Linked DNA regions of Mustela erminea: region 2 is linked to region 1. A link is a contact called in public Hi-C data. All regions are on one chromosome and are shown on one strand. Each heading gives the region's core, a stretch centred on a gene start, on an enhancer-like site or on the middle of the called end of the contact. The rest is flanking DNA. Distances are from core to core; before and after follow the strand shown. Region 1 holds the start of BMS1 (ribosome biogenesis protein BMS1 homolog). Region 2 has its middle 13 kb from the start of SLC16A12.

The links. Hi-C and Micro-C count contacts between places; a contact is called where the count stands out from the background.
Region 2: a Hi-C map of spleen shows a contact between it and region 1, with 5 times the contacts expected there. The contact joins the enhancer-like site here to the promoter of BMS1 in region 1. A contact is called at or near these places in 2 of 3 Hi-C or Micro-C datasets (fibroblasts and spleen).

The regions. Positions count from the first base shown.
Region 1 is chr14:55,369,080-55,372,638 of mMusErm1.Pri, reverse strand. BMS1 (ribosome biogenesis protein BMS1 homolog) reads left to right here and starts at 1,963. Exons shown (of 24, transcript XM_032314069.1): 1 at 1,963-2,095; 2 at 2,620-2,716.
Region 2 is chr14:55,554,847-55,558,261 of mMusErm1.Pri, reverse strand. No RefSeq gene overlaps it. Among named protein-coding and RNA genes, the nearest start is that of SLC16A12, 13 kb to the right of the region's middle. Within about 2 kb of position 1,666, the one cell type or tissue checked has open chromatin away from gene starts, as enhancers often do. A contact at or near this core is called in fibroblasts, where this site is marked.

The sequences.
Region 1 (3,559 bases), core at 714-3,213:
TGACCAACCTCAGATCTTTGAGTTTAAAAATGTGCAAGGTGATATCTCAATGTAGTTTTAATTTGAATCTCCCTGATGGCTAGTGATGATGAACATTTTTTCATGTGTCTGATAGCCATTTGTATGTCTTCGTTGGAGAAGTGTCTGTCCATATCTTCTGCCCATTTTTTGATATGATTGTCTGTTTTGTGTGTGTTGAGTTTGAGGAGTTCATTATAGATCCTGGATATCAACCTTTTGTCTGTACTGTCATTTGCAAATATCTTCTCCCATTCCGTGGGTTGCCTCTTTGTTTTCTTGACTGTTTCCTTTGCTGTGCAGAAGCTTTTGATTTTGATGAAGTCCCAAAAGTTCATCTTCGCGTTTGTTTCCTTTGCCTTTGGAGAGATATCTTGAAAGAAGTTGCTGTGGCTGATATCGAAGAGATTACTGCCTATGTTCTCCTCTAGGATTCTGATGGATTCCTGTCTCACATTGAGGTCTTTTATCCATTTTGAGTTTATCTTTGTGTACAGCGTAAGAGAATGGTCGAGTTTCTTCTTCTACATATAGCTGTAGAAGAATATATATTCTTCTACATATAGCTGCCCAGTTTTCCCAGCACCATTTATTGAAGAGACTGACTTTTTTCCACTGTATATTTTTTCCTGTTTTGTCGAAGATTATTTGACCATAGAGTTGAGGGTCCATATCTGGGCTCTCTACTCTGTTCCACTGGTCTATGTGTTTGTTTTTATGCCAGTACCATGCTGTCTTGGTGATCACAGCTTTGTAGTAAAGCTTGAAATCACTAGCCATTAGGGAGATTCAAATTAAAACTACATTGAGATATCACCTTACACCAGTTAGAATGGCCAAAATTAGCAAGACAGGAAACAACATGTGTTGGAGGGGATGTGGAGAAAGGGGAACCCTCTTACACTGTTGGTGGGAATGTAAGTTGGTGCAGCCTCTTTGGAGAACAGTGTGGAGATTCCTCAAGAAATTTAAAATAGAACTTCCCTATGACCCTGCCATTGCACTCCTGGGTATTTACCCCAAAGATACAGATGTAGTGAAAAGAAGGGCCATCTGTACCCCAATGTTTATAGCAGCAATGGCCACGGTCGCCAAACTGTGGAAAGAACCAAGATGCCCTTCAATGGACGAATGGATAAGGAAGATGTGGTCCATATACACTATGGAGTATTATGCCTCCATCAGAAAGGACGAATACCCAACTTTTGTAGCAACATGGACGGGACTGGAAGAGATTATGCTGAGTGAAATAAATCAAGCAGAGAGAGTCAATTATCATATGGTTTCACTTATTTGTGGAGCATAACAAATAGCATGGAGGACATGGGGAGATAGAGAGGAGAAGGGAGTTGGGGGAAACTAGAAGAGGAGGTGAACCATGAGAGACTATGGACTCTGAAAAACAATCTGAGGGTTTTGAAGGGGCGGGGGGTGGGAGGTCGGGGTACCAGGTGGTGGGTATTATAGAGGGCACGGATTGCATGGAGCACTGGCTGTGGTGCAAAAATAATGAATACTGTTATGCTGAAAATAAAAAATAAATTAAAAAAAAAGAATATAAGAAACAAAAAAAAAATGTGCAAGGTTTGGAGTTCCAGAACCATCTTACTACCGCCCCCAACATGTCCCATATGCCAAAGAACAACATATATGTAGGTTTTCCTCCTTCACTGCTGTAGGAGGCAGGGTGCATGATCAGTTCAAAGTGGACTTTGAATCCATCAGAGATTTGTTTGTTGATTTGCTTTGGTATCATGAAGCATAGTGTTTCTCTTGTGCTCACATTTGGAGCTTGCGGGGCTCAGATGAACTGCTGTGTACAGGGCACCCCAAAACCCTCAGAGAACACCTGTGCAGAGCATTGCTGGGCAACAGCTCCCATTCCATAATGTCTACTAATACGAAACAAGGAGACTGATTGCTTTTGTTCTTCTGTTATTTAAGGAGATGAGCACAGTAAATGCGGTCTCAGGCTTTAGGTGCCTGGGTTTGAAGTCAGCTTGATCATCTACATCTGCTGTGATGTGGAGCACATTACCACTTAGCCAAGCCTCAGTCCCTTGGCTGTAAGATGCAGGTAAAATTTCCAAGATGTGGTGGGTGAAAGAATTAAAGAAGATGTTAAATGAAAAACTGTTAGCACATTGCCCATATGCTGTCAAAATAAAATTAAGCAAAAGTATTTTCCTTTACAAACATCCTATGACCCTATGAGAGGTGACCTGGCAAAACCAAAACCAATATAGTCACCTCCATGTAAGCCTGTCTGTACTCCCTAATCCTCCCAAGGGATCAGAGAGGAGTAAGAGCTCCTGTCCAGGATAAAGTTGGGCCGTCTACTTTGCTTTTGAAAGGAATACAGTTGAACAAAGTTAACCACGTAGAAAAAACTATTATTGCTTATTATTGGCAAATCACTTATGGAATGGCCTGGTTTATTTGCCATTCCAACCTTCTTTTGCAAGGAGAGCTCTTCAAGGGGGGGATCTTAGACTTCATCTAGTCCACATTTTCCTTTTATAAAACAGAGAACAAGTCCAGAAAGGTCAAAAAACTATCTCAAGTTCATTCACTCCTATTTCCCTGCTTTCCTTGTAATAGAATATTATGGGACTAGGAAGCTCAAATGCCCATGCTTGCTTTTCACCCAGGATTTCCTACAGGCCAGGACTCCAAGACCCCACGACCCCTTCCTCAGGTAGGACATGCTGGGCTTTCAGAGGGAAGGAGTTGAGCAGTGGGAGGGGTGGGGAAACTCAGCACAGTAAACCCTGACCAGAGAATATGGCTTCCTAGCATATTCTTTTGTCTTCACCCCAGTCTGCTGGTTCAGCACTGGGAAAGGCTGCAGCTAGCGAGTGGGAGTACTCATGGTGTTCTTGGTAGTATTTGAGGGCAGGCCCAGCCTATGGAGCACATTAGTGGACTCCTTCCTGCAGGTGTCCATTCCCTACTGTGGCCCCGCCCAGGCTGCTGGAATGTGCTCTGGGTGGTGTGGGGGTGTCCCTCCTATATGTCTATAATCTTTACCAGAGCTCCATCCCCCAGAACTGAAATGAGAGCCTAATAGCAAAAGCACTTTTAACCTGCCTCTCAAAAATCTGAGTTATCTGTAACAAAATCCTGCTCTACAACCATTAGCTCCCTGATCCCAGGAGGGCAGCTCCTATTGCCTGCAGCTGCCAACTTGGTGGCCGCAGATGCGGAAGGCAGAGCCCAACCTGTGCGGAGCATGTGGTGTTTGCACTTGCAATGTTTTTTTTCTTTAGTTGGCACTTCTGACTATCACTTTCTGCTGTATTTGTCCCAGGTCGAGGATTGGATTCCTTCTCACCCCTTCAGGTTAGACCATGGGGAATAAGATCTGAACTGCAGATCTGCGGGGTCCTTTGGGGGTGTTCTGTGATGGCTCTTCCCACATGGAGAGGGGAACACACAGAGCAAAGTGGAGGCAGAATGAGTCACCAGATTCTGGGATGCAAAGGCAAACTTGACCCAAGCAGCTCTTCTGCCAACAAGGCATTAGATTGAAACTTGACTG
Region 2 (3,415 bases), core at 417-2,916, 190 kb before region 1:
ATTTAGAGAGACAGGGATTTAGAGATGATCTTGTGGAAATTCAGATGCTTAGAGGGGCTAGACAGATGATATAAATAAGTAAAATGGGCCAGGTGGGAACTAGCATTAAATGAAGAGCAGCATCTAATTTAAAGACCACACCCTCCCCATCAGCTCAAGCTAGAATTTTCTTCTCTCTCTCTCTGTATGTGTGTGTCTCTCTCTCTTGTCTCGCTCTCTCTTTTTTACAACCCAAACCCCCCTCCCCTCAGCACACACACCGTTTTCCTCAGGTCACCAAACAGAAAGAACAGCTCTCAGAAAGGTGGCTTCCAAGAACCATCGCCGTCAGGTGCTACAGAAGAGGAAGGAGCTGGGTGAGCAGTGCCTTCCTATTTGCAAACATGAGACATGAGATGTGGAAGGGAGTCTCAGAGGCCAGAATTTTCCAGGGAATTCAGATTTGGATTTTGCCGAAGAAACCAAGAACCTGGACTTCCATGGGCAATCTCCCAATTTTAGAAAGGTGCCTATGAATGAAATTTTTTTCTTTAATGCCATGAGGGCCAATCCAGGAGATCAGCTGAGAGCTAAATTTGCCTCATTGCCTAGTAGCTTCATCTCTAACCTAGTTCAGTCCTCTAATTTCATAGTGCAAATAACAGACTCAGACATTAATGACTGCCCAACATGCCTATTCTTTCCATTCAGTAGTAAAACTGATAAAAAAAAAAAAAGTGGAGGAAATGTCTGACAACCATGAGATAACTCCTGTCAACTTTAAATAAGTTGGGCTTGATATGAACCATGCTACTTGGCAGTGTTAGTGCTGAGACGATTCAAAGAATGTGATTCATCCCAACAATGAATGTAGTACCTAATGTGAAAAATGATGTTATTGTCCCGGCGGTTGGGAGAGGGGTGGGGAGAAGGGCTGGATAAAAGCACAAGACGTGCTCCAATGGCTGCCAGGGGTTCCAAATGGGCACCCCGATGGCACTGTCAAACGTAACATGGACACAACCCGCATGGGAAACCAGCTGCAGGGTAACATGTCAAGAAATCCCGGGTAAGTCGACAGTTGCATTATTTCACGAGACTAATCAGACAAGGGCATATGCCTTTTACTATTAAATTAAGAAAGAAATGGCTCCGTATCACACAGGAAACACAACGGCCATGCGGATCTGGTGAAGGAGCTCAAATGAACAAGGGGATGAGGAAATGTTCAGGAGAGGGCAGCTGGGGCTTCAAATTCTGGGGCCGTTTCCAATGCACTGAAAATCCTGTTTCATGGAAACAGGAGCTAAAAATATTGTGGTACTCTTCAAGAAAGTTCCATTGTCTTGACTGTTCACTCTGCGTGGCTAATTCCTGTGTTTTGCTATTCCAAGGCGATGGCCAAGTGCTGACGTCACCCTCTGGATTTGCTAAGTCTTCTTGACCTCCCATTTATTCTGTTAGGGCAGAGTGGATGTCTCAATTTTCACTGTCCTATTCCTAGCATGGTTTCTGGCACTCAGAGGGCCCTCGGTAACTGTTTCTTTAGTTGGGTTGAGTTGGCGAAGGGGAACTGAGAAATCAGAAGCAATTGGAAGGGACCTTAGAGCTAGTTCTCATGGCCCCTACCCTCTGTCACCCCTCTGAGTGTGACAAGGCTCCCTCCTCTCACACATCCTTTTCCGTCGGTGATGGGAAATGCAATGTACTATCGAGCCATACTTGGCAAGCAGCCAAATTGAACTGCTCTAGACCCTCCCTAGATGATGATTCCTAACTCCAAAATAGATTGTCCTAATGTTCTTGGCCAAAAGCCCATAGTTTTAAAATGAGACTTCATGTGATTCATGGGTTTTAATATAACCATAATAAGTATTAATAACACATGCTGTGTAATCAATTGGCATTCTCCCACGAAGAGCTCTAACTCTTCTTATTTCTTATTGTGATATCTTTATGCTTACAGATGAACATTAATAAATCTCTCTTCATAAGGGGCAAAACAAGCTTTTGGCTTCATGGAAGTTTCCTGACAGCAATGTGATCTAGCTCCGCTAGTTTGGAAGAGCGAAGGGCTGGGGAATTTCATTTTTTTAATTTATTTTTTAATTTTATTTTTAAGTAATGTCCACACCCAGCACGGGACTCATACTCACAACCCTGAGGTCAAAGGTTGCCCACTTTACCAACTGAGCCAGCCAGGCATCCTGTGGGCTTGGGAATTTCAGTCACTGAGATCACCCTAGAATGATGTTTAATTTCTGAATTGCATACTCTTACCCCACCCAAATGAGAGTTTCTAACTTGTCTAAATCAGGGACTTATCCACACCTTGAAAACTTGGGGTTCTTTTATCCACTCATCCAATAATCAAATTCCTAACATACGCTGGGCACTGTGGTACACATAACGGACAGGTTCCTGTTCACCTTGAACTTTTAGTTTAGAGCAGAACAAAATGAAAGCAAACAGCAACAAAAAACTCAAGTTGCAAAAAAAAAAAAAAATTATGAAGGAAAACATAGGCTAAGATGGAGAATAATGGAGACTCAGGGAGACTGGGTTTAAGTGGCACGGTCTCGGGAGACCTCTGTGGAGATGACACTTAAGCGGAGGTGTTTGCAGAAGAAGATGCAGAGCTGTCCAGGAGAAGGAAGAGGAGATGCAAAGGCTTCTACCTCCTTGTCTTGATGCCAAGCAAAGAACCCAGCCTGGCCACAGTTCTAGCGAGACAAGGGATGTGGCTCCAAGTGACGTAGGGGGTCTGACACACTCGCGCGCCGTGCTCCCAGGAGCCCAGGCTTTGTTTTGGGCCTTTTGGAGCCACAGAAGAGTTTTCGGCTGCAAAGCAATGTGATCCCAATTAAGTTTTGAGGAAAATGTTCTTGATGCTCTAGTGGGACTGGCCTGGAGGAGGCTAAGAGCAGCCCCAAGCGGAAGGGTTAGGAGTCGCAGACCAGACGGTGTGGGCAGTGCCCCTGGAAAACAAGTGGGACAGATCAGGTGTCGTGTTTTGATGAGGTCATGGATAGAACTTGCTGATGGATTGATGGGGGAGGTAAGGGATGACTTGGCTTGACAAATGGAATGCATAGAATCCCAATATAATAAAACCATAAATAGAGCTGTTCCATTTAAGGAGGAAGAAAAAGAAAAGGGGCAGGTTGGGTCCAGTCTGCTGGGTGCCTTCCTCCTCCCCAACCACCCTTGGGTCTCCCTAGATTACCCACGTATGGTTCTCAGTTTTTAGGGAGCTGAGCCACTTGGAAAGCTTGTTAAATACTGGTTCCTACAGGTAGTGTTCTGGATCAGAGCATTTAGAGCATTTAGAGCAGATAAGATGGTTAATATGGATGTGTCTGCTGATAAGAACTATGTATCCACTGGTTTCAACTAACCTGCAGATTGCTGGGTAGAAATACCTTTTTTTTTTTTT